5 separate regions of the Mus musculus genome follow, and all the other regions are linked to region 3. Evidence: chromatin contacts called from public HiChIP or PLAC-seq and Micro-C data. All regions are on one chromosome and are shown on one strand. The core of a region is the stretch at or near the end of the contact, and the rest is flanking DNA. Distances in the headings are between cores, read along the strand shown.

The links. A called contact is a pair of places that touch in the nucleus more often than the background predicts. HiChIP or PLAC-seq counts read pairs in DNA pulled down with a chosen protein or histone mark.
Region 1: a Micro-C map of embryonic stem cells shows a contact between it and region 3, with 1.7 times the contacts expected there. The contact joins the promoter of 1700003F12Rik here to the promoter of Bpifb5 in region 3. A contact is called at or near these places in 7 of 484 Hi-C or Micro-C datasets (the G1E-ER4 cell line, cerebellum, embryonic stem cells and 2 more) and 2 of 115 datasets of contacts at active chromatin or transcription factors (astrocytes and embryonic stem cells).
Region 2: an H3K27ac HiChIP or PLAC-seq map of embryonic stem cells shows a contact between it and region 3, with 3 times the contacts expected there. The contact joins the promoter of Efcab8 here to the promoter of Bpifb5 in region 3. A contact is called at or near these places in 1 of 39 promoter capture datasets (hippocampal neurons) and 1 of 115 datasets of contacts at active chromatin or transcription factors (embryonic stem cells).
Region 4: a contact with region 3 is called in an H3K4me3 HiChIP or PLAC-seq map of embryonic stem cells, with 4 times the contacts expected there. The contact joins the promoter of Mapre1 here to the promoter of Bpifb5 in region 3. A contact is called at or near these places in 3 of 115 datasets of contacts at active chromatin or transcription factors (embryonic stem cells and microglia).
Region 5: a contact with region 3 is called in an H3K4me3 HiChIP or PLAC-seq map of bone marrow-derived macrophages, with 4 times the contacts expected there. The contact joins the promoter of E2f1 here to the promoter of Bpifb5 in region 3. A contact is called at or near these places in 1 of 39 promoter capture datasets (embryonic stem cells) and 4 of 115 datasets of contacts at active chromatin or transcription factors (bone marrow-derived macrophages and embryonic stem cells).

Annotation. Positions count from the first base shown.
Region 1 is chr2:154,546,225-154,551,348 of GRCm38.p6, forward strand. It overlaps 1700003F12Rik (RIKEN cDNA 1700003F12 gene), which reads left to right and starts at 2,680. Exons shown (of 3, transcript NM_029305.2): 1 at 2,680-2,843; 2 at 3,112-3,171; 3 at 3,316-3,826. The coding sequence starts at 2,718. The coding sequence ends at 3,723. Necab3 (N-terminal EF-hand calcium binding protein 3) reads right to left here. Exons shown (of 13, transcript NM_021546.3): 6 at 1,201-1,337; 7 at 813-931; 8 at 577-656; 9 at 446-499; 10 at 4-116.
Region 2 is chr2:153,775,821-153,781,031 of GRCm38.p6, forward strand. Efcab8 (EF-hand calcium binding domain 8) reads left to right here and starts at 3,426. Exons shown (of 29, transcript NM_001370916.1): 1 at 3,426-3,605; 2 at 4,111-4,152; 3 at 5,071-5,211. The coding sequence starts at 5,093.
Region 3 is chr2:154,222,108-154,226,752 of GRCm38.p6, forward strand. Bpifb5 (BPI fold containing family B, member 5) reads left to right here and starts at 1,635. Exons shown (of 15, transcript NM_144890.2): 1 at 1,635-1,786; 2 at 2,831-3,047. The coding sequence starts at 1,678. It also overlaps a transcript of Cdk5rap1 not described here.
Region 4 is chr2:153,737,487-153,742,693 of GRCm38.p6, forward strand. It overlaps Mapre1 (microtubule-associated protein, RP/EB family, member 1), which reads left to right and starts at 3,801. Exons shown (of 7, transcript NM_007896.3): 1 at 3,801-3,933.
Region 5 is chr2:154,566,308-154,571,445 of GRCm38.p6, forward strand. E2f1 (E2F transcription factor 1) reads right to left here and starts at 3,585. Exons shown (of 7, transcript NM_007891.5): 1 at 3,182-3,585. The coding sequence starts at 3,427.

The DNA.
Region 1 (5,124 bases), core at 1,430-3,929, 330 kb after region 3:
CACTGCAGACAATGGCTTTGGGCCCCTGTGAAGTTCATGTAGCAGCACAAAGCACGATGAAAATCCTGCAGGGCATCCTCTGCCACCTGCACTTGCCTCTGCGCCACAAGGATGTGCTGGCAAGAAAGCAGCTAGTCAGGGGACAAGCCAAGCTCAGAGTATAATCCAGTCTTCCTAATGTGGTCCAGATCTGCCCCCTGTGGGATCAAGTCCCCACAACCTCCCAGCTTCTGACTCCATCCTCCAAGCTACTGACTGACCCTCCCCCTCTGCTGTACCATCTCCCACTGTGCCTTCCAGCTTCCATTCCTACCTTAGGCCTGACTTTCACAGGTACAAATGAGAGAACAGAAAACCTAAGGTAGCCATAGAGCAAGATCCAAAGCCTAGCACCTGCCTACCAGATCTGGGTAGACAGAGCTTGAGTACTTTTTCCCAAGCTCACCGAGTCAAACCCCTTGGTGAGGTCCTCCTCATGTGTGGGTTCCAGCCGGGGTGCCTGCAAGAGACACAGAACACAGACCGAGCCTCTAGTATGCATGGGCGTGAACATGCACTGGCCACCCAGCCTCTCACCTTGCACTCAAGCTGGTCTATGAGCTCCTGGAGGCGGTTGACCTGTAGCCGCCACTGCTGCTCAGCCTCTGAACTCCGCCCTGGCAGAGGGACCAGGAGGACATCAGCCAGGACCCCTGAAGGGAGGCCGCTCAGGGTGAACTGGGAACATTGGCAGAGCAAAGCCCTGAGAGAATAGGAGATGCCACGTCTTTCCTGGCCCTGTGCAGCCAGATCCTACCCTGCCATAGGCAAACCTGTATCAGAGGATCCAGGAGACCAGGATGGTGACCAACTGATGCTCCTTAGGGCTCTGCGTCCTGCCCTCCGGCTGCCACAGGGCCTACTCTGCGCTTTGATAGTTTCTTCATCCAACCTGGAAGGAAAGTAGAAGGTTAGTCCAGTGTCCCCAGACCCATAGGGTCAAGGACTGGGATTTCAGCACAGGACCAGACTTAGGTAGGGTAAGACAGGTCTCCTGGGTCTTTGAAGCCCAGCCCCCAAACCACTGACCCCTTCTCTCAGCAGATCATGACCCCAAGAATGTGGCCTCTGGAAGGCTGGATGGAACGGGATACTGAGGAGTTTGGAACTCAGGAACAACAGACACCCACATACCCGCAGCCCAGCAGCACCCTCACATACCGCTGGCCATGGGCCTGCGCCTCCAGGGTGTCTGATGCTCCCTCCAGGGAGGTCTGCAGGGCTTGTAGCTGATTGACAGTCTCCCGCAGCAGAAATCGTGTGACAAACTGGTCCACCTTGGAGGCCTGTTCATACTCCTATGTGCAGGGCAAGATAACAGGGAGCTTACCTTGCTCATGAGAGCAGCAATGGAAGTGGACAGAGCATGCAGGCCAGCACAAGCTAGTTACCACTCACTTCCCATCTTTGTCTCCAGACAGGGTCTTAATTTCTAGCCCAGACTTGCCTTGACTTGGGATCCTCCTGTATATGCCTCCCCAGTGCTAGAATGAATTAAAGATGGGAACCACTCTGCCCAGCTTCTAAGGCCCCTTTTCCCAGTGCAGATGGACTTTGTTCATCCTTGCATATGAGGCTGGTTCACAGGATCATACCCTCCTGGGACACTGGGTTCTCCTGGATCTCAATTCCTCTTCAAAGTTAAGGCTGAGCCGGACGTGGTGGCGCACGCCTTTAATCCCAGCACTCGGGAGGCAGAGGCAGGTGGATTTCTGAGTTCGAGGCCAGCCTGGTCTACAAAGTGAGTTCCAGGACTGCCAGGGCTACACAGAGAAACCCTGTCTCGAAAAGACAAAAAAAAAAAAAAAAAAAAAAAAAAGGCTCATGCTCGCTTCTGCAACAGCTAGTGAGGCCTCTAATAGAGACCTATATATATATATGTAGCTTCCAACAAAATGCAGTAAATGTCTGTTAAATGGATTGTTGAGTGGAATAATGAAAGAACAAGCAAATGTCAGCCAGTACGGGGTCATATCACACATCATTTTGTACCATGTGTAAAACTGGCCTTAATGGGTTTCATTTTTGATGTATGATCTGCCTTGGTTAAACTAAGATGGTAGCTTCTGGACCATGCTTATAACAAATGGGATAGAGTAGTGCCCGAGTCCTGCTCTAAGTCTGTGGGTTCTGTTTCCATGACATCTTTTTGGTAGTTTTCCTTTGGAGGTATAAGATCGATTTTCTACTGTTTGCAACCAAACCTGCTTGGCAGAACCAACTTCCTCATACCAGACTCATCCCAAGAATTGTTTTTAACCATCTTAACAATTTTCAGTAACCATAATTGACTCCATTTTGTATCTGGGGCCTTGAGAGGTTGAATCTGAGCCAAAGTTAAGCAGCTAATTAGTGGCAGGCCAGGATTCAAATCAAAGCCATAGAAGTCCCCCTCTACTCACCCTTAAGCACCTTATAAGTATTGCTTTGTTAAAGCACTAGCCCTGTTTTGCAGCTGGGAAGCTAAGACCAGAAGAGGTCATAGACAGTGGAGCAGTGGCCAGATTCCCCTGGGAGTTACAGGGGAGGAGCAGAGTTTTGGTGTGGTGAGGTCACTTGTGAGCTCACAATACAGTTACCCTGATGGGCGGGGCCAAACTGGGGCCCCTGGTTAGAGGGCAGGGCCGAGGCAGCATGGGCAGTGGCCTCTAGTGACCAGTCCTGTGACCAGTCCTATCATGGGAAACAGCAGTTCCCACAAGAGGACCAAAGCACCCAATCAGGCCAACAAGGACAGGCCACCTGACATGGACAAAGCCCGTCACAAGCAGTTCTTCAGCCATCTCAAGAGGAAGAAGCCAAGTGTGAGTATGGAGAGGCTAGAAGGGACGCTGGGTGCCAGGAGCATGAGGGGTTAGAGACTCTCTAGAGAGAACAGGATCTCTGGAGCCCATATAGGTAGTAGTAGTATAGGGATTCTAGAAGCAATGGCTGGGGGGAGGGGGGGAGGAGGAAGAGTGCTCTCTCAACCAGGGATCAGGTATAGTGTCTCTGGGACCACAGACCTGAAATACCTTTACACCCTCTCTCCAGCCCATGGCCTCGCAACACGCCACTTTCCCTTTCTTTCAGTGGCGAGAGGCTCCTGACCCTGCCCGTGTGGGTGAGAACCCCCGCATCAAGGCTGGGAAAGTATGCAGTGGTCAATGGGTTCCTGTGGGGAGGCAGGGTCTCAGGGTACGGGGCACAGTGGGGCTCCGGAGGTTGGGTCGGGCACGGAAGAAGCCTCAGGCCCCACGAGGGCATGTTCTTCCCTTCACACCCGCCCACCCCCAGACCAAGATCGTGCTGCTTTTCCCGCTGGACAAGCGGCAGCAGCTGGCCGAGGCAGCGGCGGGCCCATTTGTGAGGCCGGTGCGGCCAACTGAGGACCCGCTCGGCGCCCCAACGTGCTTCCCAGCGGTGGCGCCTATGCTACGTGGGGCTGGCGACGGCGTGGACAGGCGCGAAGGCGCGCGCGCTCGGGAGATGAAAAGGATCCTGGTGCTGCTGCTGCAGCTGGACGCACGGCTGCAGGAGGAGGGGCGTCGAGTGGGAGGCAGGCCGGGGGGCGGGGCCAAGGTCCCGCAGTGCTGGCAGCCGCTGTATGCGCACGTGCTGACCCAACGCGATGCCTGTGGTGAAGGCGACCCCCGCGAGGAGCAGCCGCGCAAGCGGCGCCGCTGCCCTCGCCCGCGGCCCTGAGTGCCTGGCACGACCCCTAGCGCCAGGACTCTGCTCAATAAAGAGCACATAGCAAACCCTGTGTCTGCCACTTCTGTGCCTGCTGTCGGTCACCTGGTCAAAACTGAGGCCCCGAGCGAGTAGGAGTTAGAACAGTCACCAACACGACCTGGAGCTAGGGCTGCCTTTTACTTTTCGTAGCACAAAGGTCAGCTCATGCCAAATCCGTAGACTGAAGGTGGACTTGAGCAACGCTAGGAAGAACTTGTTTCAGGCAAAGGTTTGAGGTCTCCAAGAGTCCCCAACGTTCAAAAATCCCTCTTCGGAAGAGGAAGGGTTTCAGGCTTACAAACATCATACCAGGATGTCAGTCATGGTGAAGCTGGAACCTCAGAGTCTGCTTTTGGCACACACTCAAGAAAAGGGGCTTGAACCTCTAGTCTCTCACCCTACAGCCTGTCAGCTCCCAAGCACTCAGGTCCCCCAAACTTTAGGGTCCCTTAATCAAAGCACTTTCCTCCAGAGGTACCAGTTCTATCCTCTACCATTTGTAGCCAAAATCTTCTTCCAAACCACTAATCTGTGTATGGCAAATTAGTTTCCCCTGCTAGTATATAATCCTCAGTCTCTCTGCTGCCCCTCCAAAGGCCAAGGCTACAATTAGTGTATGCACACCCAGCTGCCGATCCCCACTGCCATCAGTGCTCTCCCTCTGCTCCTCCATACTGACATAGCACCAGTGGCCTCTGATGTCACTCTTATTCCCGAGAGAAGCAGCATGCTCTGAACAGAAGCCACTGCTGGCTTTCTTGGATCCCACACCCAGCTCCAGACCAGACCCTAAAGCCACCATTCCTGTGACAATACCAGCACTCAAGAGGATGGGGTAGGAGTAACTTGAATTCAGTACCACAGATTGCTTAAAACAAAAATTGAGCTGGGCGGTGGTGGCTCACGCCTTTAATCCCAGCACTTGGGAGGCAGAGGCAGGCGGATTTCTGAGTTTGAGGCCAGTCTGGTCTACAAAGTCAGTTCCAGGAGAGCCAGGGCTACACAGAGAAACCCTGTCTCGAGAAAAAAAAAAAAGTCTTACACACTGAGAATGTTTCACCTGGGGCTAGAGATGGCAGAATGCCTCAGCTCACTAGAACCATAAGCTATGCAATTAAGGCTGCACTTGTGTTACTATCCACAGGCTGGAATTGTGCTGGAAAATGTGTGAACCATACACAGTATGTGTCTCCCTACTCGAGAGCTAATTGCCCTGTCAAATGTTATCAGCACATGCATGCTTGGCTCAAGCTGGCTCCATCATCTCCCCTACAACTGTAATTGGGAACTTTAAGAGACCTTCCCAGTTATACCTATATGGGCAGATCCTGTTCCTAAGACCTATTTTTGCCCCTATGATCCAGAAAATAT
Region 2 (5,211 bases), core at 2,176-4,675, 440 kb before region 3:
TCTTTGAAAGTACTAAGGTATGTATGTTTCTTATGCAGTACTTGATTCTTAAGACCAGAAAACAAATGCAGTCTATAGTTATGTAGAGCCCATATTCCAGTTTCACCTACTGTTGGGCCCTAGAATATTTCTACTTTTCCAGTCTGTCATCCAATGCAAAAATCATATATTGCTTCCAGTTGAAAGTTCCTTGAACCATCTTCAAGCTACACCACTTCCTCAGCTGCTTTGTTTTACATGATAGACCTTGTGTGCTCGCTCTGTGTGTGTGTGTGTGTTTCTGTGGTATGCATGCATATGTATGCTTGTTATGTGTGAGTGTGGATGTGCACACCTGTGAAGGCTGAAGATTCATGTTAAATTATCTTCTATCTCTACTTTAGGTTTTCAGACAGGGCATCTGTCTTGGCTAGGGTTTTACTGCTGTGAACAGACACCATGACCAAGGGAGCTTATAAAGAACATTTAATTGGGGCTGGCTTACAGGTTCAGAGGTTCAGACCATTACCATCAAGGTGGGAACATGGCAGCATCCAGGTAGGGATGAGGCTGGAGCAGCTGAGAGTTCCACCTCTTGTCCTGAAGGCAGCTAAAAGACTGGCTTCCAGGCAGCTAGGATGAGGGTCTTAAGGCCCATGCCCACAGTGATGCACGTACTCCAAGAAGGCCACACCTCCTAATAGTGCCACTGCCTGGGCCAAGCATAATCAAACCCTCATAGTCTCTCACTAAACCTGAGGTCTCTGTTTCAGCTAGCCTAACTGGCTAGTGAGCCCCGGGATCCTCTTGTCTCTACTGACCTCTCCCTGCCTGGCTCTGGCGTTAACTTTGCGTGTTTCAATGTCAGTCATTTACATGGGTGTTGGGTATCTGAACTCAAGTAAGTCCTCAGTCTTGGACAGCATGACTTGACCCAGTGAGCCATTTCCCTCCTGTGTTTTGCTTTTCGTAGGTTTCCTGCATAGATCAGGCTGTCCTGGAGCTGGCTGTGTTGCTCATGCTTGCTTTACAAAGCCTTCTGCTTCAGCCTTGTAAGTGCTAGAGTTACAGGTATGTGCTGCTAGCATTCAGCAGGCCATCGACGTGAGTATAGCCAGTTGTATTCTGCAGTCTGGGTTTGTGTTTTTTCCTCATGGCGTGATTTATACATGGCTTTATTATCGCATCACGACATGCCATCTACTTCTGTCATTATTGATGGATGCTATTTATTTTTGAGACATTATCTCATGTATGTGTGATGGCATCAGATGTAACCAAAGGTCATGAGGCCATGAGAGGCACTGAGCCATAACTCCAGCCATCAATAAATGAAAGAGAGAGAGAAAAAATTGAGGCTGGGTCCCTCTGTTGTAGCCCTGGCTGTCCTGGGACTCTGTAGACCAGGCTGACCTTGAACTTACAGAGATCAGCCTGCCTCCGCTTCCTGACTGCTAGAATTAAAGGCATGCAAAACCATGCCCAACAATTCAAAACAAAACAAAGTGAAAAATGTGAAGGCACTGAAGTCATTTGAAGTTTGAAGAATAAGTATACATATACATTCTGACTTCATACAAGTCACATGTGGACTTTTTTTTTTTTTTTTTAGAAGTTTTGTTTCTTGGCGGCAGTCTCCAATCTCTGTTAACCTTTGACACCTGGGAATCCAGATTGACTTCCTAACATAGGAGTATGCCCCTGTCCCCAAAAGGGGCCCAAACTTCAGAATCTCCATTTCGACAAGGTCCGCTTGTCTGGGGGGAAAACCCTACTCTACTCAGAATCTGTAGAATATTCTGTTACATTTAGGCAAAAAGGGCCTGCCCTGGGCCCAGAACTTTAGGGCAATCCTTCCTACCTTGTCTTCTCTGGCTGTGTCCTACTTAACTAATGGAAGATTCCAGAGGCTAAGGAGATGTGGCCACCCAGAGTCAACCCCCTATTCCGTTCTCTGAGCACTAAGACTCAGTACTACTGCCCAAGGCAAAGGGGCATTTTTAAATCTTAATGATTGCTATGACCTTTTTTTTTTTTTTTCAATTAAAAATTAGATTGTGGGTGTGGTGGTACACATACGTAGTTCCAACACTTGGGAGGTGTTGGGAGCCGCCCCCACATTCGCCGTTACAAGATGGCGCTGACATCCTGTGTTCTAAGTGGTAAACAAATAATCTGCGCATGTGCCAAGGGTATCTTATGACTACTTGTGCTCTGCCTTCCCCGTGACGTCAACTCGGCCGATGGGCTGCAGCCAATCAGGGAGTGACACGTCCGAGGCGAAGGAGAATGCTCCTTAAGAGGGACGGGGTTTCGTTTTCTCTCTCTCTTGCTCTTGCTTCTCTCTCTTGCTTCTTGCTCTCTTGCTTCTTGCTCTCTTGCTTCTTGCTCTCTTGCTTCCTGCACCCTGGCTCCTGAAGATGTAAGAAATAAAGCTTTGCCGCAGAAGATTCTGGTCTGTGGTGTTCTTCCTGGCCGGTCGTGAGAACGCGTCTAATAACAGGGAGGTGGAAGGGAAGAGTATCAAGTCATACATGGCCATCCTTGGCTATTTATATAGGAAGTTCAAATCACCTGGGCTCCATGAGACCTTGTATTAAAAAACAAAACCATGGCTGGAGAGTTAAGAGCACCGACTACTCTTCTAGAGATCCCGAGTTCAATTCCCAGGACCACATTGGTGCTCACAGCCGTCTATATAATGGGATCCGATGCTCTCTTCTGGTGTGTTTGAAGAGAGCGACAGTGTACTCATACAAACAATAAATAAAATTTAAAAAACAAAACTAAAGCCTAGATCTAATGGGTCCACTCCTGTTACTGGCAGCTCCTAGAAAGGCCCTGCATTTGCTTTTAGCCTTTGGTAGGCAGAACCAGGACACTCCTTATCCTTGATCACCAACTCAAGGGATCACCAGTGTGCACTGTGTGGCTCCACAGAGCAGGAAGATGAGCGAGTGGAAGTAGAAATCAAAGCCCAGCCAGCTTTGGACCTCCAAACAGGAAAAGGTTGGAAATGAGAAGCAGGCCTTGGGTGAGTCTGGCAACCGTGCTGCTTAGGCGTGAGACGAAGCCCAGCAAAGTGCCAACACTAAAGAGATCTCTGTCCAACCAAAAGGGGGTTAAAAACTAGGGCCTGGCCAAGACCTGGAAATCCACTTCAGCTCCAGGGAGAAGACAAAGGGAAAAATTCCAAAACTAGAGGTGTTAGTAGAAACCAAATCGCTGTAGTCCTAGGCGAAGGAGCAGGAGAAACCCCGCCTTCCCTCGCTCCCCTATCCCGGGTGCTACCCCTGCTAGCCGCCTGCCTCTGGCCCCGCCTACCATAGCCTCGCCCCTCCCACCTACTCTCGCCAACCAGTTGCCGCTTCGGCCACGTGGAGAGTAGTTTTCCTCCAGCCGCAATTTCAGCGCCTGTCCTACCCACGCGCACATTTGTCTTTCCCAGACGAGGTTAACGTCTCATCTCGCACAGCTGTGCCTTCTGAGCCCTTCCCCTGGAGACATTGTTCTCTGTGCCCCCCTTTGCTTCTGCTCTGTTATCCTTCCTTGATTCTCGTAGAGGAGCTTGGGAGTGCGCTCCCTGTTCCTAAAAGGACTCCAAACCGTATTTCCGTTCTTCCAAGGTCTGAACTGGCATCTGCAGCAGGCTGGAAAGGGCAGATAGTGCTTAGACCTCAGGATGTCCCCGGCCAAACTGTCACCAGCTGGAGCTATCAGCCACTTCCGCCCTACCTTACCTAGTGCCTTAAACTAGGACGGGCAAGTCCTTTGGGGGTACAGGAAGAAGGACAGATTGGGGCCTACCTATCTTCCCTTCACTCGGGATTTGGAACCTAGTGCAGTGACAGATGTTGGCGAATATTACCCACCATCCAGTTTAGGTCCGGTTTCCTGCGACAGCTGCCTAAGGCATGCTGGGGCACTCCGCCACACCCCCCCCCCCCAACTTCCGTACTGCTGGGTTATTTCCCTTCATCCTGTGGTATTCTCATAGCTAGGAGCTAGCCCTATCCCATCTCCTTCTCTTCCCCACCTTCTTCCCCACTTCCCCAGATTTGTATTCCTTTTTTTTTTTTTTTTTCATTCTCTTACAAACTACTTCCGGACACTTGTTTGTTTTTCCTTCAGAGTTCACAACCATCTGGTTCTGTCTGCATTCCCTTCCTCAAGGTACTCTGTGGGGAAGGAGGACCCCAGTTCAATGGGTTGCATTACGGGCCACCTTGGTTTAAGGGAAGGTAGGACCCTCCCCCCTTTTCACTGCCATAGAGTGAGCTGGAGGGTAGATGTTGATGAACAAGGGTGCAAGGGCCACCTTCTTCCTTTGTTCTGTTTTGAAGAGGTAGTTGGTTGTCCCAGCCTGAAAAAAAAAATCTTTCTTTTTTCTTTCCTTCTCCCCCTTCTGTGTGTTAGAGGAATGCATATTTGACAGGTGCCCCCACTTCTACACCTGCCCAGATAACTGCCATTAACCTTATGGCATATTTCCCCAGGTCTTTTTATTTTTTAAAATTTATTTGACATGTGTGAGTGTCTTTGTTTTGTTTGTTTTTTCGAGACAGGGTTTCTCTGTGTAGCCCTGGCTGTCCTGGAACTCACTTTGTAGATCAGGCTGGCCTCGAACTCAGAAATCCACCAGCCTCTGCCTCCCAAATACTGGGATTAAGGGCATGCGCCACCACCACCCAGCTATGTGTGAGTGTTTTATCGGCATGTATGTCTATGTATTGTGGGTGTAGTGCCTAAGGAGGTCAGAGGAGAACATCAGATCCTCTAGAACAGTAGTTACAGTCGGTTGTGGGTTGCCATCTTGGCTGCTAGGAATTGAGTGCAGCTCCTCTGCGGGAGTTTTTAACTGCTGAGCCATCTCTCCAGCCCTGCCAGGTCCCTTTCAAGGCCAATACAATTCATATAGTTAACAGAAATGTACTTTAGATACACTTTTGCATTAGGTTTCTGCCGTTTTCCGTGGCTCTTTTTCCAGTACCACATCCTGTCTCTTGTGTTTCCTTTTTCTATTCTTTAAATGTATCTATACCCTAAGCTTATGAGTCCTCAGATTTCTAGAGATTTGCGTTTTATTTCTAGATGAGTCGTCACAGCTTGCTTCATGCCCTCGTCCCTCCATGCTCCTCTTTCTGGAGAAGTTTCTGCCTTTTCTCTTAGTTGTCCTTACTTTCGATGTCAAGACAGCACGGGGGAAGACCTGGGCCGGTTCCCCTCCCCACT
Region 3 (4,645 bases), core at 385-2,884:
GACTCTGGTGCCCTCTGACTGCCAAAGCACATGCCCACACGTGGTTCACAGAATCTCATGTAGGCACACACACACATACATACATACATACATACACATAAATTTTTTTAAAAATCTTAAAATATAGAACCCAGTCTTCTCTAACATATTCCATCAAATCTGTGAACTTTCGCTGACAGTTTGTCCTGCTGGCTGAAGGAAGCGCTTCAGAACAAGCCATGGTCAGCCTCGTGCTTCCTGTGTGCTTCCTACGTCTCTGCTGTCTCCTGGAACTCTGTCTTCCACCAGTTCTCAAGCCTGAGCATCCAGGTGAAAACTGGAACTCCTGAGGGAAGGATGGGAAAGGAAGGGGAGAGATGATGTAATGATATTATAATCTCAAAAGAAAAAAAAAAGTTTAAAACAAAAAAGAAAAGGAAATTGGCGCTAACACCTGCCCTGCTTGCACCCTGAGTTGAAAGGAGAAAATTCTGTTGAAAATCCCACGACAACTGGGGACAGCTGTTGGTGGCTGCACCACCCGATAATGAAGGAGCCATGCTCACATAGTCAGGGGCATGCAGGAGCAAGGGGTGCTGGGTTCCCACAAGACAGGGACTCCATAAAGGTAGGTGGCAGGCTGCTCTGTCATGGAACTGCTGTGGCAGAACCAGCCAATCTCTGGGTCCTTTCTGGGCCCCAGCATCAAACCCCAGCTTCCTCTGGCATCCTCTGGCATCCTCTGATATGCTACCCAGCCCTGATGGAGGTGCTTACTCCTTTGTGTCTCGGCTCCCTTATGTATAGAACGCGCATGATCATAACGGCTTACTAAGCCTTCCTGTGCACCAGGCCTGTGCTTACTACTCCACAGTTGCTGCCCCGCTGACCTTCACCATCTCCCCAAAACCACGGTAGGTTTATCGTATTCCCAGTGAGGCTTAGAAGGAAACGAACTCGGCTTGTTCTCCATTCCTCAGCTCTTTTAGGACCTGTCTGCAACTTTGGTGACCACATCTGAGTAGAAATGATTTAAGAGCCTAGGTGACATACACAGGAAGGACATGGGAACAGCAGGAACAAGGTGGACATTACCAGCTTCATCAGGCGCCTCACCAGCTCACACATGCACACACACACACACACACACACACACACACACACACACACACACACACACCCTTACCACCTTGGGATCTATGCCAGTCACATCTTTAGCAGCCTCTGTACTCCACACAAGAGGTGGAGATATGCCAAAGGAAAAGGGCCCAAGCCCAGCCCACTTCCTCCTTGGGGTCCAATTGCCACATTCTGAGCTTGTTTTCCTCCCACCCCTGCCTCAGTAACAGGCTCTATCCGTTTTGGCCAAAAGCCCCTGGCTGCAAAGTGCCAAGAGAAGTGAAATCTCCCGCTGAAGAATTGAGCATGCCAAGCTCTGGCCTGGGGCCTTGGCTTCCCACCATGTGCCCACCCTTCACTTCAGAGCTTGGTGTATACGAGTAGTCCTTTAAGAAAGCTGGTGTCACAGGCCTGAGAGAGCTGGATCCATAAGGGAGTCAGGCCCCGCCCCGCGCAGGAATGTCAGAACATCAAAGGATGGGGGCGGGGCACAGAGTGGGGTCACGGGGCTGCGGGCCCCTCGAGAGGACTTAAGCTCTCACTCCCCTGGCCAGCCGGGGCGCAGGCTCTGAAGCAGGGATGCTGCTGCTGTGGGCACTGCTGTTATGCTGGGGGGTGCTGCCCCAAGCCCGAGGGGCAACCCACACTCATCTCTTCCTGCGGATCAACAATAGCCAGCTGGAAACAGGTGAATCTCAAGGAATGAGCTTGAAGAAGCATGACTTTGGAGAAGGCAGAGCAGTGGACAAGAGCTCTGGGCTTCTTCCCCTCTGGTGTCCATTTACCAGCTGCCCACAGCTGCCCTTGCCCCTCCTCTGCTCTCACACTTGCTTTGCCTCCCTCTTGCCATGAGCAGTCCTCACCCTGTCATTCAAACCCTCCAGTGTCTCCCTTGCCTCCTCTGCCCACCACGTAGAGGTCACTAGAGGTCACGCTGCCTCTTTGGCTGGTGTGGGCCCATCCCCCTTTCTCTCCTTCTCAATGTAGAATGCTCTGACTGGGCTTGGCAGACAAAGTCCTTACCACCTCTCCTGCAGAAACATCCTCTGATCTCCCTGTAGCAGTCAGGTCTCTCCTGGCTCCCACTGCCCTCTGGTAAAACCTCTTCAATGGCCTTATCCAGACATACACCTGCTAACCTGTCTGCCTGCCTGCTGTTCTCCCTGCTGCTTGTCTGCGGGGCGCTTCTTGTCACAGCTTGGGGATCTGTGACCTTGGAGGCATTTGCATGGGCTGCTGCTCTCCCTAGACTTAGGTCTAGCTGAGTTCTTTCTCCTTCTTGGGGTGTCTGCCCTAAGCCTCCTCCTTACAGCAGACCCTCATGTCCAAAGCAGGCCCTCCACACCCCAGTCACACTTAGAGTCTAAGTGTTTCTCTGTAACACTTCTAAAACTTACTTTACTGACTGGTATGAGTTCTAGTTTGTCTTTCTCCCTGACTGCCATGTCAACTCCAGAGCAGCAGCAGGAGCCACGCTGTTCCTTAAGCCCAGCAGACTGACCTATGGGCTGAGCTAGGTGGCAAGGCAAGGCTGAGCCAGGACAATGACTTAAGCACAGGAGTTTGAAACCAGCCTGGGCGATACATTGCGATCTGAGCTCTGGTCTCCTCATAAGAACTTGTTGCTGAATGGCTGTCTTATCTTCTAGCTGGGTTCAGGTGCCAGTGGCTATTTGCTGAATGGCTGAATGGACCCTGAGGAGTTTTTTTTTTTTTTTTTTTTTGTCCCCAGACATCTCAAATCTATTATCAGAGAACCAGGTCCTGGAGGGTATGATCAGGATGGCTGTGACTGGATCCCCAAGTGAGGGTGTGTCTGTCATGGACTCCCTGCCCTTCGTCAGAGAGGAGCTCGTTGACAAGAAGAGTGGGCTGGATCTGTCATTGGTGGGGGACCTGCTCTCTGGGAAGACTATGCCTGAGCTGAAGAAACTGCTGACGACAGCCGGGTGAGTGGCCATGCGGTAGCCTGGGCCTCTCTTCTCCCTCAGGCCTTTCCCTGTCAAGCAGAGGAGAGGTGGGCAGGCAACCTGGGGTCCACAGCATCTCCTCAGCCTTGAATGCACGAAGCAGGTCCTCCTACTGTGTGGCTACCTTTCCAGACCTCTCCAAATCCCTCTAGGAAGGAAGCAGGGGCTTCCCCTCTGTGGTTCCTCAGTCAGTCCTATGCTTTATAAATTTGAATAATGTTTCCAAAATAGCTTCTGTTAACCGCCGGCCTTTGGATGACATGAATATATCTCAAGATTCAAGTTTCCCAATTGTGTGGTCTTGTCAGCACAGCCACACTAAAGTGTCCAGAGCCAGTGGCCTCCCTGTAGAATGGAGGCCAAGACAGGGGTCTTCAGCTGCTTCCTGGAAGCAGGGCTCAGCCTTTGCGCCTAGCATTCACTAACAATCTCTGATGCTGGTACCAGGTGCCTATTGACACCTCATGGGGCATCCTTGGGTCCAAAGTCCCTTTCTCTAAGAACACAGCCATGTTGGCTTATAGTCTAGCCTGCTCTAGTATGACTTCTAATCATGGCCCTTACTAATCATGCTGGCAGCCAGTGTCTTTCTAAATAAGGTCACGTCCTGCAGTACTAGAGGCCAGGACTTCACCTTGAACTTGGACGCAGGAACATCTGGCCACACCTGTCCTGACCTCCCACCCAACAAATGTTAGTGTCAGGTCTACAGCCCCTTAGCTGGTCCCCAGATGCCTGCCATGCTATCTGCTCAGCCCTGAAAGCCCTGAGTTGAAGCCTCCTAGTAGAGCAAGAAGCCACCTAGATGAACGGTACTAATTTTGGTTGGAGACGGGTTTCTCTTAAGGTGACCTGCACAGCCATAGGCTCAGCTGTGAATGCATGAGTCCCTCCCCAACATGACCCATAAGACCTAAGACTCCAAGCTCCGAAATGGATTTTCTGGTGGGAGTAAAATGGAGAAGTCAGGGAACTATAGTGTGGGGACACGGCCCAGGGAGGCTTGGGAGGTAGCACAGGCAAATGCCACCCCAGCTATGCCACATGTTGGTACTGTCCACAATTCCCCTACCCCAGCTGGGTAATCATGCCATGGCTATAAGCCCACCCTATTCCAGGACATGGCTTGGGAGGAAGAAAGGACAACACCGCATGAACTGATCCTAAAAATATCCTCCAGGCTGGGCAGGAGGGTCAGAAGTTCAGTGCTCAGCTACATAGGAAGTTCGAGACTAGCCCAGACATACGAGACCCTGTTTTGAAGCAAACAGGGAAAGAACTCCTTCCAGAAGGTTCCGTGCTGGTGGCCAGGTTCCCCTCTGTGACAGAACATGTTGCTGCCAGCCTTGGTGGCTCCAGAGGAATCCGTAGCTGACACTAGTGTCCACAGTGCAAACCTGACCCCTCCAAGCCAAGGGAGGAGAGGCACCTGAGGCCTTAGCAGGGAAGGGAGAACAATGTTTAAGGATGCTCAGCAGAGCCTATGGGGTCCTTCCTGGAAACTACAGGGGCTGATTCTTGCTGAGATGTGTTCTTACCTGCTGGCTTTTCCTTTGAAAAGCTCAGACTCTTATCCG
Region 4 (5,207 bases), core at 2,551-5,050, 480 kb before region 3:
ACCACCACACCCCTCTCAAAGGACTGCTGACCTTTCCCATTGATCTCATCCCCACAGTAATGACCTCACATCCTAAGCAAATGCCCGTAGAGAATGAAATGATGACATTGTACAACTTGATAATTGGCATGAAGGGAAAGGCCTCAGACCTTGCTAACATTTATTGAGCAATTACTATGTGCTAGGTGCTAAGAACTTTACACAGGCTGGGCGTGGTGGTGCACGCCTTTAATCCCAGCACTGGGAGGCAGAGGCAGGTGGATTTCTGAGTTCGAGGCCAGCCTGGTCTACAGTGTGAGTTCCAGGACAGCCAGGACTATACAGAGAAACCCTGTTTCGAAAAACCAAAAAAACCAAAAAAAAAAACAAAAAAACAAAAAAACCTTTACACAGGACTGTGGTAAAGCACTTGCCATCCATGCATGAGGAACACTGTTTGGATCCTCAGCACCCACCTAAAAAGCCTGGTGGGTAAGCAGCCCATCTGTAACCTCAGTACTTGGGAAGCGGAGATGAGGATCATCAGGGTAAGCTGACTGGCTAGACTAGAGAATTGGTGAGTTCTGGATTCAAGTGTGAGACCCTGTTTCAGTCTACAAGGTGAAGAGTGATAGAGGAAGGTTCTTGGTATCAACCCTGGGCTCTGTACCTGGAGATACGCATGCATGCACACAGGCACACATACAAACAATCAGGCATGAACACACACATACATGTGTATAAAAAAATTAGAGTTGCACAAAAGAAGAAAAACTTTATGCAGATCTATTTTCTCCCAGGGGTGCTGGAGAGGGAATTCAGGGCTGTGTGTGTGTTAGACAAAGACTCTGCTGTTAAGTTATGATCCCAGTCAATACATATCTCATTTAATCTCAAGTCTGAGCAGAGGCAGGGCTTAAACTCAGATCTACTAACTTTGCTACTTAGGATATGTTTCTAATATAAAATAGCATTATCAATGTTATTGCAAAGCATTTACAAATATTTTTGGTAGATTATTGTTATTGATGTTTCATTATAATGTTAATTTTTTAAAATAACACATAGCCTAGGCTGTACATGGAGTTCCTGTCTTCCTGACCCACTAAATTCCAAGATCACAGCACACTCTGCTCTTTCCTCTTGCTTGTATTTTTCGATATCAACCCTTTTATAAGGGTAGTAGCTCATCTTTTGGGACCAGTGTCAACTCTGGGGCGTCTTCCCATGCTGCAAAGCAAAGTCAAGTCTGTTGTAAGATGCTTGGAGTTCTACTTACCATGGAAACTGGCAGTGTGCAGGCTGGGAATGCAGCTGGCAGAGGCCTTGCCTAGCACACCCAAAGCCCTAGGTTTGATTGTCCAGCATCACATAGAATGGGCATGGTAATACACAGCTTTAATCCCAGAACTCAGGAGGGAGAGGCAGGAGGATCAGCAATAAGTCATCCACTGCCACCTTGTCAGATTCTTAGCCATTCCTGAGCTTCAGCAATTAGGACTAGGTCCAGGAATGGCCAGGAGGTAAGCACCTTGCTATACATACACTGGCTTGGCCTAGCCCTCAATCGATCTGTTAGTAAACCAAGTTTCGAGTCACTGATGTGTCTAGTTTGCCTCCTTTGCCAGAGTAGAAATGTTAGGAGGTCATAGGCTATGTCTAGTTTTAGCTCACCATCAAATGCCTAGGGTCTGTCTCTTTGCTTAGAGACAATAAATGCTGGCAGCCAGGCTTGGTGGTACAGGCCTGTAATCCCAGCATTTGAAAAGTAGTAACAGGAGGGTAGGAGTTCAAGGTTATCCTCAGCCACATAGGATGCAGGAGACTGATCTGGGCTATATTAGACCCTATCTCAAAAAGAATTATGAATATATAAATAAGTGGTATTGTGGCAGAGAAAGCATTCTGTGACCTGTGATTCTGGGCAAGTCAGCTGGCTTCTCTGAGCCTGTTTCCTCTGCTGTGAAGTGCTGCAGTTCATCTTTTCTTCCTATATACAAGCACTGAGACACAGTCTGGAGCTAGAACAGGAAATTGCCTCCATGCAAAAGCAGAAGATAAAGGCATTAAAAAGTAAGGAAACATTTGCAGTGCTAAGAATAAACCAGATGACATTGCAGGTGCTCTTACATGGTGACTTAGTTTTTCATTAAGGTGCTGTGCTGGGCAGTTTTATAACACCTTGACACACGCTAATGTCATTTGAGAGGAGGGAATCTCAATTAAGAAAATGCCTCCCTAAGATGAGCCCTTAGGCAAGCTGGTAAAGTGTTTTCTTAGTCATTGATGGGGGAATCTCATCAGCCCACTGTGGGTTAGGACACCTCTGTGCTGGTGTGGTCTAGGGTTGTGTACTGGCTAGTTTTGTGTCAACTTGACACAGCTGGAGTTATCATAGAGAAAGGAGCATCAGTTGGGGAAAGGCCTCCAGGAGATCCAGCCGCAAGTCATTTTCTCAATTAGTGATCAAGTGGGGAGGGCCCCTTGTGGGTGGGACCATCTCTGGGCTGGTATTCTTGGGTTCTATAAGAGAGCAGGCTGAGCAAGCCAGGGGAACTAAGCCAGTAAAGAACATCCTTCCATGTCCTCTGCATCAGCTCCTGCTTCCTGACCTGTTTGAGTTCCAGTCTTGACTTCCTTTGGTGATGAACAGCAATGTGGGAGAGTAAGCTGAATAAATCCTTTCCTCCCCAAGTGCTTCTTGGTCATGATGTTTGTGCAGGAATAGAAACCCTGACTAAGACAGGTTGTATAAGAAAGCAGGCTGAGCAAGCCATGAGGAGTAAGCTAGTAACCGACATCCCTCCATGGCTTCTGCATCCACTCCTGGCTCTAGGTTCCTGCCCTGTTTTCCTTCAGTGATGAACAGAGATAATATGGAAGAGTAAGCTAAATAAGCACTCTCCTCTCCAAGTTGCTTTGGTCATGTTTCATTACAGGAATTGTAACACTAACTAAAACAGGCGCCAAATCTTTTTTTTTTTTTTTAAATTTAAAGGCAAACAATAACTGTGTAGCTCTCTGGCTGGCCTTGATCTCAGAGATTCTCTTGTCTCTACCTACTGAGTCCTGGGATTAAACGTTCATACCACCACAGTTATTTGTGGGCATATTTGCGTGTGTGTAGGCATGCGAGTGGCACTGCCCATGTGTGTTAGTCAGAGGACAACTTGCAGGACTCGCGTCTCACCTTCTATCAGTGGGTCCTGGGGTTTGAACTCATGTTGTCAGGTTTGGGGGCATGCACCTGCTAAAGCATTTCGATGGCCATTTTTTCTTTGTTGAGACCAGATCTCGCTGTGTAGCTCTGGCTAGCTTGCTACTGTAGACCAGGCTGGCCTTGAATTTACAGTGATTCTCTTTCCTGTCCAAGTGTACACGAGTGGCCTAGCACTCCCAGTTTTTTCTTTCTGAGACAGGGTCTCGTGTACCTCAGGCTGAACTCCCAGAGAGAGGGTCTGGGATGATGACAAAACGATTTGCTGGCAAGATAGGTGTGTTCCACCACAGCTGCCATCTGTGGTGTTGGGGACTGAAACCAGGGATTCATGTATGCTAGGCGAGCTAACCTTCCTCCCGAGCCTATTCATTAATCCATCTTGGTCAAACGAATTTTCTTCTGGGCTACAGCAAACCAGAATGTGCAACTGGACTCCGCCTCCTCAGAGGACTCACACGTCATTGGTCGCAACTGACCACGTGCCCAACAGGCTTGCTCCCCGCCCCCGGGCATGCCAGCTGTCGATCAAGCATTCGGCCCCGCCTCCGGCTCGCAGGCCAGTCCGTCTCTATAAAAGGCCGGGCGGGAGATGACGAGCCCCTGCGTCGGCGCGTCACGGCGGGGTGCGTGTGAGGTCATCGCGCGCGGGCGGGCGGGGTCCGACGGTTTGAACGAGACGAAGACGGAACCGGAGCCGGGCGCGCGGACGGCGGACGCGGGTCCTGAGAAAGCCGGTGAGGCGGCTGGCGGGCCCGGGCGGCGGCAGCAGTCGGGAATTCACGGGAGGCGGCTCCTCGTGAGCAGTGCGGAGCCGCGCGGGCAGTGGGGGGGAAGGGCGGGGCCGCGATCCGGTGCGCGGCCTGGGCCGGGGGCGCGCGCTCCGTTGTCCCGGGGGCGGGGCGTGGGCCGGAAGTGGGGGCTGCCTAGTGGTGACCGGCGAAGTCCTGACTTTGCGGCTGGGCCTGGAGGGTGTGTGCCCACGGGCGCGCGCGCGCGCGCGCGAGGGGCGCGGTGGGGACCCTGGGTGTAGGAGGCGTCGTTGCATAATGGGTGGGAGTTGGTCCGCGGAGTTGGCCGCAGAGTGCGACCTTAGGCAGGCGCTTCAGCCTCCCCGTGCCTCAGTTTCCTCCTCCGTAAAATGGAGACAGTAGAATTAAGCACAGAAAGGTTTCAGCTCGGTGCCTGGCAGAAGTCAGGCGGTCCGCGGGTGGTGGTTGAGTGCCTAGTAAATGCTAGGCCCCGGTCTCATCAGGGAGTAGACAGGCAAAGACATGCTTTCTAGGAGTCTGCTTTGTGGGTAGAGAGCCAGGAAGCAAGAAAATGAATACATGGCCAAGATAATTTCTGTAATTACTGTAAAAGGGCGATACCAGTACTGCAGGGTATAGCCTGACCTCTGCATCTTGGCGATGAGGATCCGGTGGCCCATTGAGGGAAGTTCAGCTAGGCCTGATGTCTGCCGGTGATGGGATGTCTTGACTAGCATTAATCAAGATAGCTCTTTAATGGGCACTTGTGTATAAGGCATTGTGTTAAGAGCTTGATGTAGCATTGTGTCATTTAATAGTCACATTGCCTTGAAAAGATGCTATCTTTATTCTCTTTCTTTCCCCTCTGTTGTGTTTTGCTCATTTTATTTTCTCTGTGGGGCTGAGAGGTGACTGCAGTTCCCCCACTGTGCTGAGCTGCTCATCATTCTTTTACAGAGGCGAGTCTGAGACTTTGGGTAGGGAAAGGACTTGCCTTACGTTGTCCAGCAAGTAACTCAACTCCAGAGTCATATCCTGTGTGCTACTCCTCCTTCTCCATCTAGAAACTGTTTCATACTTTTGTGGTGTCAAAGTGCCAGGACATAGAAGCTTGGGAGGCGGTGTGCTTTTCTGATACTTACCACAGCTCTGTGAGGAAGGTAGGGTCTTATTCATTTTACAGGTAAGCCATTTCTGAGGAAAGGAGACATGTTTCATACAGGGTCACATAGCTCTTTTTAGTGCCACCTCCCTCTTGC
Region 5 (5,138 bases), core at 2,335-4,834, 350 kb after region 3:
GCAAACTCATATCTGATTGTTGGACCTATGCTAGCCTCCACCTTAGAAGATCTGTAGCCAGGGAGAAATCCAAGTATATGCACCCCATGGGCTGACACAGCCCCAAATACCCTTGTCCATCCCCAAAGGCATGCTTTAAAGTAAGAGCTCAAAGAGATGCTTGTTTCTGTCACTCATCTTTAGACAACCCTAGCACTGAGATCCTAAAACCCATAGGTGAAGATACAGATAGCTGAATGATTCAACCCCCTCCCCCCCCCCCCCCCACACACACACACACAGGAAGGGCACAAAAGCTTTATGCAGCCCCTGGAACAGCATGTAGTCTCAGTAACAGACCGAGGCAGGCCCAGGCCAGCACAGAATCTGCTCAGACACACAAGGAAACCACTGTGACAGGCTAACACATACATGGTCCCTTCCTGGACTAGAAATCTCAGGAGCTGTTCTCCAGTTTAGCTTCTAAGAGTGTTTCAGAAACAGGAGCGCGTCTGTGGGGGAGCCAGCGCAGACGGTTACCTCCTCTGGGCAATGTGAATGACGTACTGTTTGAACTCCTGATCCTTGGACCTCACTTAAGTACTGGGCTTTTAAAGGAGCCACCACACATGGCTCACAGCAAATTTTAGAACTATTAAAAACAAGACTGGGGCCTGGCACTTATTCAGCGTGCATTCAATTCTGGGTTCAATCCCCAACAGCATTAAGCACTCACAGCGACCAGCCAGGGATTCGTGTAATAAAACAACAGTGTCACACCTAAAACAAGGGCCCTGCAGAAGAGCTGGCTTTCTACTCTAAGCCTGGCTCTTACAGACTTAATGTATGGTACCACATACTTTCTACAGTAAACAAGAACTATAATGGGGAACCTCAGTTTCTTGCTGTTACTGTTTTGAAAGAGGGTCTTTGTAATTCGGGCTGGCTTTGAACTCAAGAAGTCAATTAACCAAAATAGGCTGTTGATATTTTATTTATTTTTGTTTGTTTGTTTTGTTTTGTTTTTCAAGACAGGGTTTCTCTGTAGCCCTGGCTGTCCTGGAACTCACTTTGTAGACCAGGCTGGTCTCGAACTCAGAAATCTGCCTCTGCCTCCCAAGTGCTGGGATTAAAGGCGTGTGCCACCACGCCCGGCTTAATTTATTTTTAACTAGTTTACTTTTTAAAATTATTTTCTTTTTAAAATGAAATTTGTGTCTGTATGAATGTATGTGAACATGGGTACCCAAAGACAGGAGAAGACTATCAAATCCCTGGAGACTGAAGTTAGCCATGTGACCTCAGTGTTGGGGCTGTGATCCAAACTCAAGTTGTCATAACAGAGAAGCAATTGCTTTCAATGGCTGAACCATCTATCCAGCCCAACTTACTTTAAGGTTAGGTTTCACTATGTAGCCCTGGCTGGCCTTGAACCTGTGTCAGTTCTCCTGTCTGTGCTATTCCCCTCCCCCCCCCCCCCCAGGATCTACACATACATGACAAGGTAGAGAGGTAGGTCAAGGAGGAATGTCTGAACTGCAAAGAGGTGTACAGAGGTGCACAGGAAGGACCCAGCAAGTATTCACTGGGTGCAAGCCAAGCCTGTAGCTTATTTCAAGGACTGCCCCCCCAAAATTCCAGAGCAAAGTTGGTAGAGGCCAAAATCCAGATTTGCATTCCTGGCCTTTGGCTCCGGGATGGTGTCAACCTCTCCCACAGAAAATGTTTGCTGGTCCTTAAGTACTATGGGGGCAGGGGTTCCCTAACTACCTCTGCACCTAGGGCACAAAGGGACTCACTAACTCAACTAGAGCGAATGGAATGTTTGGTTACATGTAGAATACCTGCCCAGGGCCCAAGCTCCTCCCTACAGGTACAGGCCCCTGGAGTTAATGCAAGGCAAGCCGGCTGACCCACCAAATACTGGCCGTCCTCGCTGGGAGGAAAGGCCTTTAACAGCCAGGAAATCCCGCTCAGTCACTGAATGCTTAAGAAGTTCTATCAGTTGTGGGCCTCAGCCTCATCTATGAAAGGATGACAAAGTGTACGGCTGCCCACAAGGTTAAGTGAGTAAAGTGCTTAGCACAGAGCCTGGCACACAAAACATCCTCAAAACAATGGTGGTTGCTATTGTTATTATTATTAGCATCTTGGTGATTCCGGAAGGAAGGCAGCACTGGGCGCTGTGCCAAGGGGAGTAAGGGGCCTACTCTAAGATGCCTCAGGGACCAGCTGCCACCCACACCCCCATCAGGAGTTGAACAGCTTCTTCTCTGATACTGGGCCTTGCCCTCGCCCCTCCTGTCCACTCCACCCCTACAATGAAGATAGTGGCCCACTCACGGAGCTGGCCCCTGCTTAGATCCAAGTTCCACTCTCCTCGTACCCAGCTGCCTTTTCTAGGCCCCCTGCCTAAAGTGGTCTTGAGCTACTTGCTTAGAATCAGGAAGAGACTTTTATCCAGGGATCTCCCTCCCACGTCTTCTCTCTCCAGGAACTGGAGGCCCCTTCTCAGGGGCCCAGCCCACCCAGTCTTCCAGAGGCTCAGAGGTCTGTCCGCCTGATTAATAAAGTTCCATGGCAACCAGGAGCTGGAAGGGTGGCAGATGGAAGAACAGGCAAAGGAAGGGTTGCAGCAGCTGGCCCAGCACCCCGCCCCTGCAGAGAAGGCCTCCCAATCAAGAGGCCTATCCCCAGAGGCCTGGAAGGCCAGGCCTGCACCTGGCAGAGCTACTAAGGAGGATCTCCCGAAGATGTCTCTAACAGTCACCCTCTCTCACCTCCAACAAGCAACTGTGCGCACTCCCTAGCCATAGGTTCTGCAGCAAGCCAGCAGACATCAGTTCAAATATCAGCCCCACCATCTGCAGCTGCGTGAAGCACTTCCCCATCTCTGGGCCTCAGTTCCTCCCTCTGGCAGATGGGCACGTGACAACACCCAGCTCACACCAGAATTGGGAATTTGGTGCCAAAGCCTGAGCGTGCACTAAGCAAGCACCAGCTGGATACACGTGAGACACAATCATTAATGGTTCCGACGCTCCGGTGAAGACGCCGAGGCCCGGAGCGAGGCTCAGCAAACAGACAGGCAAGGCAGTCAGTCAATGCGCGCCCCGGGGCGGAGCCCCGAGGCCCAGCCCAGGCTCCGCGCCGCCCAGCGCAGCAGCCCGTCCCCTCCCCCGCCCGCGCCTAGGGTCCGTACCGGCGGGCGGCCGAGAGCCGGGCGCGGTGCACTAGGCGCGGGTCGGGGCGCCTGCGGCGTGGCGAAGAGCAGCACGTCAGAATCGCGAGGGCCAGTGGGCGGCGCGGCGGGGAGCTGCGGGGCGCCGACATCGGGCGCGGTGGAGATGATGACGATCTGCGAGGAGTCGAGCAGCCGCAACGCGCCCGCCCCGAGCAGGGCCTCCAGCGCTGGCGCGTGCTGGCCGCCCGCGGGGGCTACGGCCATGGCGCTCACGGCCCGCGTGGCCCGGGAGGCAGGCGGCGGCGGCGGCGCGGGCCCATGACTGGCAGGCCGCGGCGAGGGCTCGATCCCGCTCCGCCCCGGCCGCCGCTGCCTGCAAAGTCCGGGCCACTTTTACGCGCCAAATCCTTTTTGCCGCGAAAGAGCCACGCGCCGCCGAACGCCTCCTCCATTGGCCGGGGCGGCTGTGACGACGGAGGCTCCGATGGCGAGCATTGGTTGCGGCGTGCGGGGCAGGAGACGGAGGGTGGGACCAGGGGCGGGGTGGCCAATCCCGGGGCGGGGCGCGCGCAGGCTTTGTCCGGGCGGTGCCGGGCGCCTTCTCCCCTCTGCCTCTCGCCGTGCCCTGCAGGAGGCGTGGGCAATGGGCCCCGCCCCTTCACCGCCCACTCGATGGGTGGCGGGTCTGGCGAAGCGAACAAACTTCGTACTCGGTTCTGCACGTCCCGCAGTCTCCACATGACCCCCTAAACTCTCAACCTGTGGTCTCCACCCCCTCAGTTTACAGCCCAGAGACTGCCTCTTCAGGCTCACCTCCAAAGCTCGCTTCAGCCACATCTCCGGTCTTAAGATCCATTTATTCCATTAGTTCACATCATGCTTTCTTCCCTATCCTGTCACCCAGAAGCCAAGCCCAAGAGGGGAGCCAGGAAATGAGTAAGGGATGTGTGGCTTTGATCTCAGTGTCTTTTTACTGAAATTTCTTTCGTAGCCAGAGCCCAGTTAGCGTTCATTCATTTGGTCACTCCACAATGGCGCCTGCCTTTAATCCCAGCACTTGGGAGGCAGAGGCAGGCGGATCTTCCCAGTTCAGGTCATCCAGAACTACACAGTGAGACCCTGATCTCAAAAAAAAAAAAACGCCTGAGAGCGTTCACTGTCCCATCCTCAGTCCAGACCTTGACTCATGACTTAGTGAAAAGGAAAAAAAGGAAACACAGAAGCAGCAGATGTTTGCAATGTGAAGAGATTGGTCCATTAAAGTATCTCCTCTCATAGGGAGGTGCAGGGGCGAGGAGGGTGCGTATGGTGGTGCCTTTAATCCAGAGGTCCTCCATCAGCATTTCTGATTGCTGGGGTCAGCCCGTCTGATCAGCATTGTGGTCCTCTCTACTAGGCATCTTGCCAATACTGGGAATAGAAACATGAAAGGTTTAACAAGACCCACAAACTTCCTGTCCTTGGGGGTGGGGGAGATGACCACAAGAAGAGAGTAAGTAGCTGACAATATTCAAGTCCCCAGGTCCAGTGTAAGCTACAGGGAGCTCTCAAGCCGGGTTACTTTCTCCATGCTTCATGCTACTTAATCTTGGCCCCAACTCTGACCACATTACTCTGAGCTGGCTTAGCAGGGGCTGCTTCTCAGGCCCTTTCTGGGTATGAGAGAATTGGAGGCTGAGGGCAGAGGTGAGCAAGGACGCAATAAGGGGGCTGTGATGTTCCAGGGCCCAGAAACACCAAGGCACGGGTTAACTTTGAACCACCCCGGTTTGGCCAATTTAGAATCAATCCCCAGCCAGGCCGCCCTCTCCCCTTCTTGTTTTTTTTTTGGTTTGTTTTGATTGGGAGGGGTGGGTTTTTAGTTTGTGTTTAGAGACAGGGTCTCATCTGGCTCTGGTTGCCCTGGAACATCATTAAATCTGCCTGCTCCAGCCTCCAGTGCTGGAGTTGAATGGGTGGGGCCACAATGTCTGGT